Regions from separate parts of the Canis lupus genome. Here region 1 is linked to region 2. The links are chromatin contacts, called in public Hi-C maps. All regions are on one chromosome and are shown on one strand. The core of a region is the stretch at or near the end of the contact, and the rest is flanking DNA. Distances in the headings are between cores, read along the strand shown.

Evidence for each region. A called contact is a pair of places that touch in the nucleus more often than the background predicts.
Region 1: a Hi-C map of blood shows a contact between it and region 2, with 3 times the contacts expected there. The contact joins two enhancer-like sites. A contact is called at or near these places in 2 of 9 Hi-C or Micro-C datasets (both in blood).

The regions. Positions count from the first base shown.
Region 1 is chr31:30,067,323-30,070,803 of UU_Cfam_GSD_1.0, reverse strand. All of the region lies in intron 2 of RUNX1 (runt-related transcription factor 1), which reads left to right. Among named protein-coding and RNA genes, the nearest start is that of RUNX1, 24 kb to the left of the region's middle. Within about 2 kb of position 1,688, at least 6 of the 20 cell types and tissues checked have an H3K27ac peak or open chromatin away from gene starts, as enhancers often do. A contact at or near this core is called in blood, where this site is marked.
Region 2 is chr31:29,932,076-29,935,985 of UU_Cfam_GSD_1.0, reverse strand. It overlaps RUNX1 (runt-related transcription factor 1), which reads left to right. Exons shown (of 7, transcript XM_038581437.1): 3 at 3,095-3,348. Among named protein-coding and RNA genes, the nearest start is that of RUNX1, 160 kb to the left of the region's middle. Within about 2 kb of position 1,850, at least 16 of the 20 cell types and tissues checked have an H3K27ac peak or open chromatin away from gene starts, as enhancers often do. A contact at or near this core is called in blood, where this site is marked.

The DNA of each region.
Region 1 (3,481 bases), core at 439-2,938, 130 kb before region 2:
TGAGGTGGCCGGTCGAGTTTGTTCAAGAGATGCTCATGGGCAATGAAGAGCCCACTCCGGTTCACTAGTCAGCAGCAAAACTGAAGCCAGATCTTTGAATGCTGCAGCAGCAGGTTGGACTTGAACTTGCAGCCAGAGGGGTCCTAAAATTTGGCAGTACAGATGAATCCCTTGCAGGGCCTGTTAAAATGCAGATTCCTGGGACCGCCTGACAGACCATGAGAGGCCCAAGAATCTGCATTTTAACAACCCCGTAACTTTGGCAGGACTTTGAGAAACACTTGGTAACAGGAAGCCTTTGACTGCTTTTGATGAAGTCAAAATAGAATCTTCATGCAATTACAAGGTTTGGCAAAATGTAGCAGAGTGTATTTCTACATCCCACAGCCAGCACCACCTCTGGAGGGACTTATTCATTCTATCTAGATGGCGAGTCTTCTTGTGATTTTTCTCACAAGCAATGGGTTTTTCTAGTCTGGTCTCTCAGATCCAAGATCATACTTTCGGCTTATTACATGTGAACTCAAAAACATATATTTTAAAATGTGTGCAATAGGATCCTAAAGTTAATGTGAGATTAAGTTGGGTCTAGAATACTTAAATATGGTCTCCAAATTCCATACGACAGCCTCAAACTATACAGCTTCTGGAAATGTTGTGAACACGTGAGAATTCCAACTGTGAGATGCACATGTTTGCATGAATAGGAAGACCCTGACTGACTGGGGGGTTTTGCGTGTGAATTTTTATTTATCTGTCACATCCTACCCTTCCCCACTGTCTGTGGGCTCAGAATCAAACCTAGACTCTCCTGAATTCCTGAAGGCGTTCCCAATTGAGATGTTAAAATCCTCTTAACTCTTTCAAATTTTCCTTCCTTCTAGAGCAGCAATTAATTTCCTTTTCCACCAGCAAGGTGGTTGATGTTAAACCAGGAATGCATTCAGCTTGCTGGGCATCCATTAGGATTCACTGTAAGATGGTACCCCCTGCTAGGGGCTCGTACCCTATGCAGAGGAATTTATGGAGAATCTTATGGACAGGAATCTTCCAAAGCCTTGCTATGATTCCAAATGTGGGTTTTGGACCAGCAGCATCACCATGACCTGGGAACTTGGTAGGAGTGCAGAATTTCAGGCCCCAGCTCAGACCTGCAGCATCCGTCTGCATTTTCATAAAAGCCTGCCCCCACCTCCCCCATCAGGGGCGGGGGTGGTATCTGTGTGCACAGTAAAGTTTGAGGAGCATTGAACTAAATCTCCAACCTGGCCCCCAGGATTCGGCCTCTCTGTCTCCGGATTCTTACAAAGACGTAGCCCTGTAATCAGTTACAGGGTGGAGGGTGGGGGACCAGGTTTCGCTCCCTCCTGCCTCGTCACCCCATCTTGACTTTCCCAGCGGCTGCACCTGCAAGGTTGTCGCTTCTCTGGGAAGCCTCCTGAAACAGACACCCCCCCCCCCACCACCCCTCCCGCCCCCCCCCCCACCACCACCACCGCCGCTGCCGCCGAGCCTCTAGGGTGGGGCTGCACTACCTCTTTTCTCTCTATGAGCCTGGGATGCTGACAGCCTCAGATGGAGGCATCCTGTTTGTCGAAAAATAAACCGGCAGTTAAAGCAGGGTTGCGAGAGCGAGAAAACCACAGGCCTGCGCGCCGCTGATAACGCGGGCAGGCAGCTTTTGCAGAAGTTCCGTCTCTGCAGCGCGCAGCGCACCAGGACCCGCGCCACCGCCTCCCTTCCTGTGTCGCCCGCTCGCGTCCCCGCCGTTTCTGGCTGTTGCTTTCTACGCTGCTCTTTCAGTTACTTCACCCATTGCTTTTTCTCAAGGATCTCCTCGCTGCTGCTCGGTGCGGAGGGATGGGCCGGGCCGACGACGCCCCGGGGCGGAGACCCGCAGATCCCGGGGCGGGTGCTGGACTGAAATTTATGAGCTGTCAGGAAAATAGCAGAGTGGAGGAGGAGATGAAGTTGCTTTCTCTTTTGTATAGTGATGGCTTTAAAAAAAGAAAAAAAAAGAAAAGAAAGAAAGAAAGAAAGAAAGAAAGAAAGAAAGAAAGAAAGAAAAGAAAAGAGAAAAGAAAAGAGATAGAAGAGCAAAAAGCAATCCAGATGAGACCAGCAATACCAAACGTGTAAAAGGAACCCCAAAGTCCAATATCCAGATTGTTTTCTTTCTTGGAGTAAATTGACCTGGCCTGATTCCATGCGGTGAATAACTAATTACCAATCTTCCCCTTTTGGGGGATATTAAAAGCTCTTTCCCCATTTGCCTGTTATCAGATAAGCAAAGCAGATGAGAAGTCAGTGGGTAACCACAGGTACAACCACAATATTCGCTGGAAACCAAACGACTTGACCCTCCAAGGCAAAGGGTGTAATTGAGAATTAACCTGAAAATAGTTTCACACAAGCTATAAAACTCTGTGTTCTCAAATAAGTAACACAAACTTCTCTGTGTATAAAAGAACACCCCCTACACACACACACACACACACACACACACACACACACACACAAATCTTTCCAATCACGGAAAGTGGCTCCTATTGGGGTTGATTCAGAGCATAGCAGGACCAGGCCACGGTGCATCAGAGAGGTCCTGATCATTGCTGGGGCCTCTCTAGCTAGCCATACTAAGGTTCTCTTCCTGATGTGTCAAACTTGTTTCTGTTCTTCTTTATCCAAAAACACAGGGAATAAAACAGACCATATGCATCTCTTAATTTTCCTGTGTTCATAATGAATAACTACCTGGGGGAATAAAAATTGGACTTATTTTTTAAGGATATCCAGAGAGTCTATCGCTCCCATTTCCTCCCTTAGAAGCTTCTTCAAATTTGTCAGTTCTCCTGTCAAGCAGTTCTTCAGGGCAAATCACTCCTCACGCTCTGCTTGTGAGCCTATCTTCCCATTTCTTCAACCATTTATTCTTTATCTCATGCATGCCTCCTGCCATGTTCTCCTAATTAAAGCTGCTTTGCTGGAGCCAAGTAAATAAAAGGCCCCATACATTTGGGCTAATCCAGGTATAGACTCTAAACATAAATAACTCAATTTTATGATGAAATAAAGGAGTAAAAACTCAAGTCAAAGGATGATTCATTCTTAGGGGAGGAGAGAATGAGCCAAGACTAGCATGAGCCAGGTATGAGTGGTGAAGCTGACGGTCTATTGGGACCTTAGGCTTCCTTGTAAGACTGATGTAGAGCATGAGAAGAGCTGTGGAGGGATAAGCTGCTCAGCCCCTGGAGGGCCAGGCCCTGGAGAGCTTTGAATACATTCAAGAAAGAACTTTCTGTAGTGGACATTTGCTTAAATTGATGCATGATTATTTTCATAACCTTGCAGAACTCATTGAAGTGTCCTCTATGAACTTCTTTCTCATTTAAATACGATCATAAACAAATGAATAAAAAGACTGTGAATAGAAAATAACAAATCTGATTTGCACTATATATTCCAGAATTTGCACACCTCT
Region 2 (3,910 bases), core at 601-3,100:
AGGCAGCGCCGAGGGAGAATCCGGCGCTTCGGCGCCCCCAGCACCCTAGCCGCGCGTCCGCAGCCGGGAAGGAGGCGGCGGCCGGAGGGGCCCCGCGGGGGGCGGGTGACGGACCCCTGCTCCGGGGAGCTGCAGCGGAGGGTCCCCTGTTGGGGGTGGGGATGAGCGCCCTCCCCCGGGAGACGGGCGGCCCCGCCGCTGGGAGTGGGGCACCGGGTGGGTTCCCCGGGGAGCCAGGGAGCCGCGGGGCGCGGGGGGTGGGGGTGGGGAACGGGCCCTGCGCGCCGGGGCGGGGCCCTCTAAGCTCCGCGAAAATGCCCGCGGCGCCGCGGGGACGGACGCAGGGGAAGTTCCCGCCCGCGCGCAAAGCCAGGCTGGGTGCAGCACCCCGGGCCGCTCCGGCGCGCGGGGGCGGGGAGACGAGCCAGCGCCGTTTCCGGGGAGCCGGAGGTGGGTGCGGGGCTCGGGCGACCTGGGCCCGGCGGTGGGCGCTCGCGCGGCCTGCGCGGGGGCCGCCCCAGCGGATGCTTTCAACTTTCTTCCCCGTCGCTGGCTGTTCGGGGTCGCCTTTCGGATCAGGACCCTCCTCTGCTCCCCGCGAAGCACAGCCCGGCGGAGCGCGGCCGCGGTGCGTAAGGAAGCCGCAGCCCAGACGCGGTGAAAAACACCGATGAAAGCAAACCGACCCGAGAGAGAAAACTAAAAACACAAAACCATGTTGTGGAGACCGAGAACCTTCTGGCCTCGTTAAATGAATCAGCGCCACTTCTCTGCAGCTGCCCCCACCCCCACCCCCATGGCTACGGTGGCGCGCGGAGCCGCTCTCCGGCCCCCTCGCGGCCGAATCCCACCCACGCTGGGGAAGCAGAAGCTCGGCCGTGGGTGGCCGCGCAGGACCCGGGGCCGCCCCGGGTGGGGGGGCGGGGGTGAGCTCCGGCGCCGGGCCCGGGAGCCTCGCGGCGGCCGCTGCATCTCCAGGGCGCTAGGGGCGCCTCCCCTCCGGCTGGGCTCCGGGCACCGCGCGCGGCCCGAGCCCTCGCTGCGCCGGCCGGCGTCCTCTCTCTCCGCGTCCTCGCGGGGCCGCGTGCGCCCCGGGGCGGGGCCTCGGGCGGGGGTGCGTGCGTGGATGCGGGCGCGCGGGGCGAGCGGGGAGGCCGGGCAGCCTGGGGCGCTCCGCGCGGGCGGCGTACAGTAGCGCGCGGCGGCGGCGGCGGCGGGGGCGCGCGGGCCAATTCCAGGAGCCCGCGGCCGCGAGCCGCGCCCTGGCTGATACCGGAAAGGCCCGTGATTGGCCGGCGGCCGCCCCTATGCAAACGAGCTGAGGGAATGGAATTCCTCGGGCCGGGCTTACAGTAAAAGCACGTTCATTTCCAGGCACTCTCATTCATAGAGCCAGCGGGCGCAGGGGCACGGGCGCCCCGAGCCGGACCAGCAGGGCACACGCCGCCCGGCCTCGCGCCCACAGGCACCGCGTCCCGGGGCTCCCGGGGACGCCACCCTTGCTGCTTCTCCTGGACCGCCGTTGGAGCTACGATTTTTTATTTTTTTCATTTTTTATTATTTTTTTCCTTTTTAACCTTTCTCTCTTACTTTTGAATGAACTGGCCTCTTGGCTGGATGTTTCAACTTCTTTCCTGCCGGTGAACTTTTTCCCCCGGTCGTTTCCTTTGACAACTGCGGGAGAACGTGTGCCGCGCGTCGAGGCGAGCCCGTGAAGTTGCGTGTGCGTGGCCCGTGTGCGTGGGAGTGTGACTGCGTGTGTAACTCGAGCCACCCCGTCTGTTCCGACCTGCGCTGCGGAGCCCACGCTCCAGGCCCGCTCCACCTGCTGCGGTTTCGCGGTGATCGTAGGTACAGGCGCGTCCAGGCGTCTAAGCCGAGGGCGCTGGGGCGACGTTGGAGGAAGATCAGCTCGCTACGGCCCAAGTCGGGCTGACTCGCCGAGCCGGTGTAGACAGTGGCTGGCTTCGGAAGAGTGCGTGTCTGCGTGCGTGCGACCCGGCTGCGGCTCAGCTCCCACCAACCACAGGATCAGCCACAAACTTAACCAACATCCCCAAACCCGAGTTCTCAGATGTGGAGAGCTGTACTCTGAGTGTCATCGACTTGGACTTTTATTATTATTATTATTATCATCATCATTTTTTTTAAAGATTAGCTTTTCTTTGAAAAGCTGAGTTTTCTGAACTGAGCGTTTTGCCAGAATTTATTAAGAGAACATGACAAGTATTTCTAGCCCAGCCCTTCTTCAACTACTGAAGCTTATTTTCAAGGCTACTTAAAAAAAAAAAAAAATCAGCAGCGAACATTAATGGATTTCTGTTGTGTTTAAATTCTCTACAGATTGAATTGTAAATATTTTATGAAGTAGAGCATATGTATATATTTATATATACGTGCACATACATTAGTAGCATGACCTTTGGAAGTCGCAGCTCTTGCTTTTGAGGACCGAAGCCGGTTTTGCATGATCAAAGTGGCTCTGTATATGGAAGACACTCGTATATTTTGTGTTGTCTTGGGACTTTAGGCAAAACTCACCTGAAAACAAAAACAAAACAAACAAAAAAACCCTGACAGGCGTTTAACTACTGGAACTTCCAAATTATGTATTGGCTGGCTCGTTTGCTCTGCGTATAAATATTTTAGAAACTGTATGGGAATTTTGCCTCCGGGAACTTTTTTTTTTTTTTTTTAAACAGCCAAAGACTGAAAGTTAAACTCTCAAAGCAAGACTCAGAAGATAGCCTCCCTTGGCATTTGACTTTGGATTCCAGTCGCCCGATTTTTTTTTTTTTTTTTTTTTTTAAAGCATTAGGCGATCGGTTGCTAGGAGCCCTGCCTGGGTCGGACGGAGGCTGCCCTGCAAAATAGAACTTTCCCCCTCCGGGACTGTTAGTGACTTCGTCTCCCGCCCGCCTCCCCCCAGCCCCCCGCCCACCCCCGCCCCCCCTGCAGCAATAAAGGGCCCCTGAACTTATATGTTGGTCTCCCTGGAGCTGCTCGCCGAGGATCCGCGCCCTCGTCGCCGGCTGGTAGGAGCTGTTTGCAGGGTCCTAACTCAATCGGCTTGTTGTGATGCGTATCCCCGTAGATGCCAGCACGAGCCGCCGCTTCACGCCGCCTTCCACCGCGCTGAGCCCGGGCAAGATGAGCGAGGCGCTGCCGCTGGGCGCCCCGGACGCCGGCGCCGCCCTGGCCGGCAAGCTGAGGACCGGCGACCGCAGCATGGTGGAGGTGCTGGCCGACCACCCCGGCGAGCTGGTGCGCACCGACAGCCCCAACTTCCTCTGCTCCGTGCTGCCCACGCACTGGCGCTGCAACAAGACCCTGCCCATCGCTTTCAAGGTACTCGGCCCGGAGCGGGTGGCGGGAGGACCGCGGAGGCCGGGGGGCGATCCGGGAGGCCCGCGGCCAGGCGGGCGGGGCCGGGTCCTCGGAAGGGGCCGGCGCTGCCCCCCGCGGCCCCTGGTCCATCCTCCTGCCCTCGGGACTCGGGGGATGCTCGGTTGCCCTGGCGATCCTGGGGGAGGGGGGGTGTGTGTGCACGGGGACGGGGGATAAAAACATCCGATTGCCCCCCAAAGACGTGCACTGAGGGCCGGTCGCGACCTCCCGGACCTCCCGGACCGAGGTCCTGAGTTTGCACAAAGTAGGCAAAGTTATACCCCAGCTCCCCCCCACCCCCCCACCCCACCCCGGCCTGCCTGCCTGCTGCCATGCTTCTCCCCTCCCCACCCCTGGCTTGACACCCAAGCCATTCCGCTTCCCTCCCAGGGAGGCATCAGGAAATAAAGATACTTTTAGACTTTGGGGTCAGTGAAGATAAACTGACAAGGAAAACCTGTCCGGGCTTCCTCCCCACCCGCACCTCCTCGGTAACAGCCCCGTCGGAATTAGCATGTCCGAA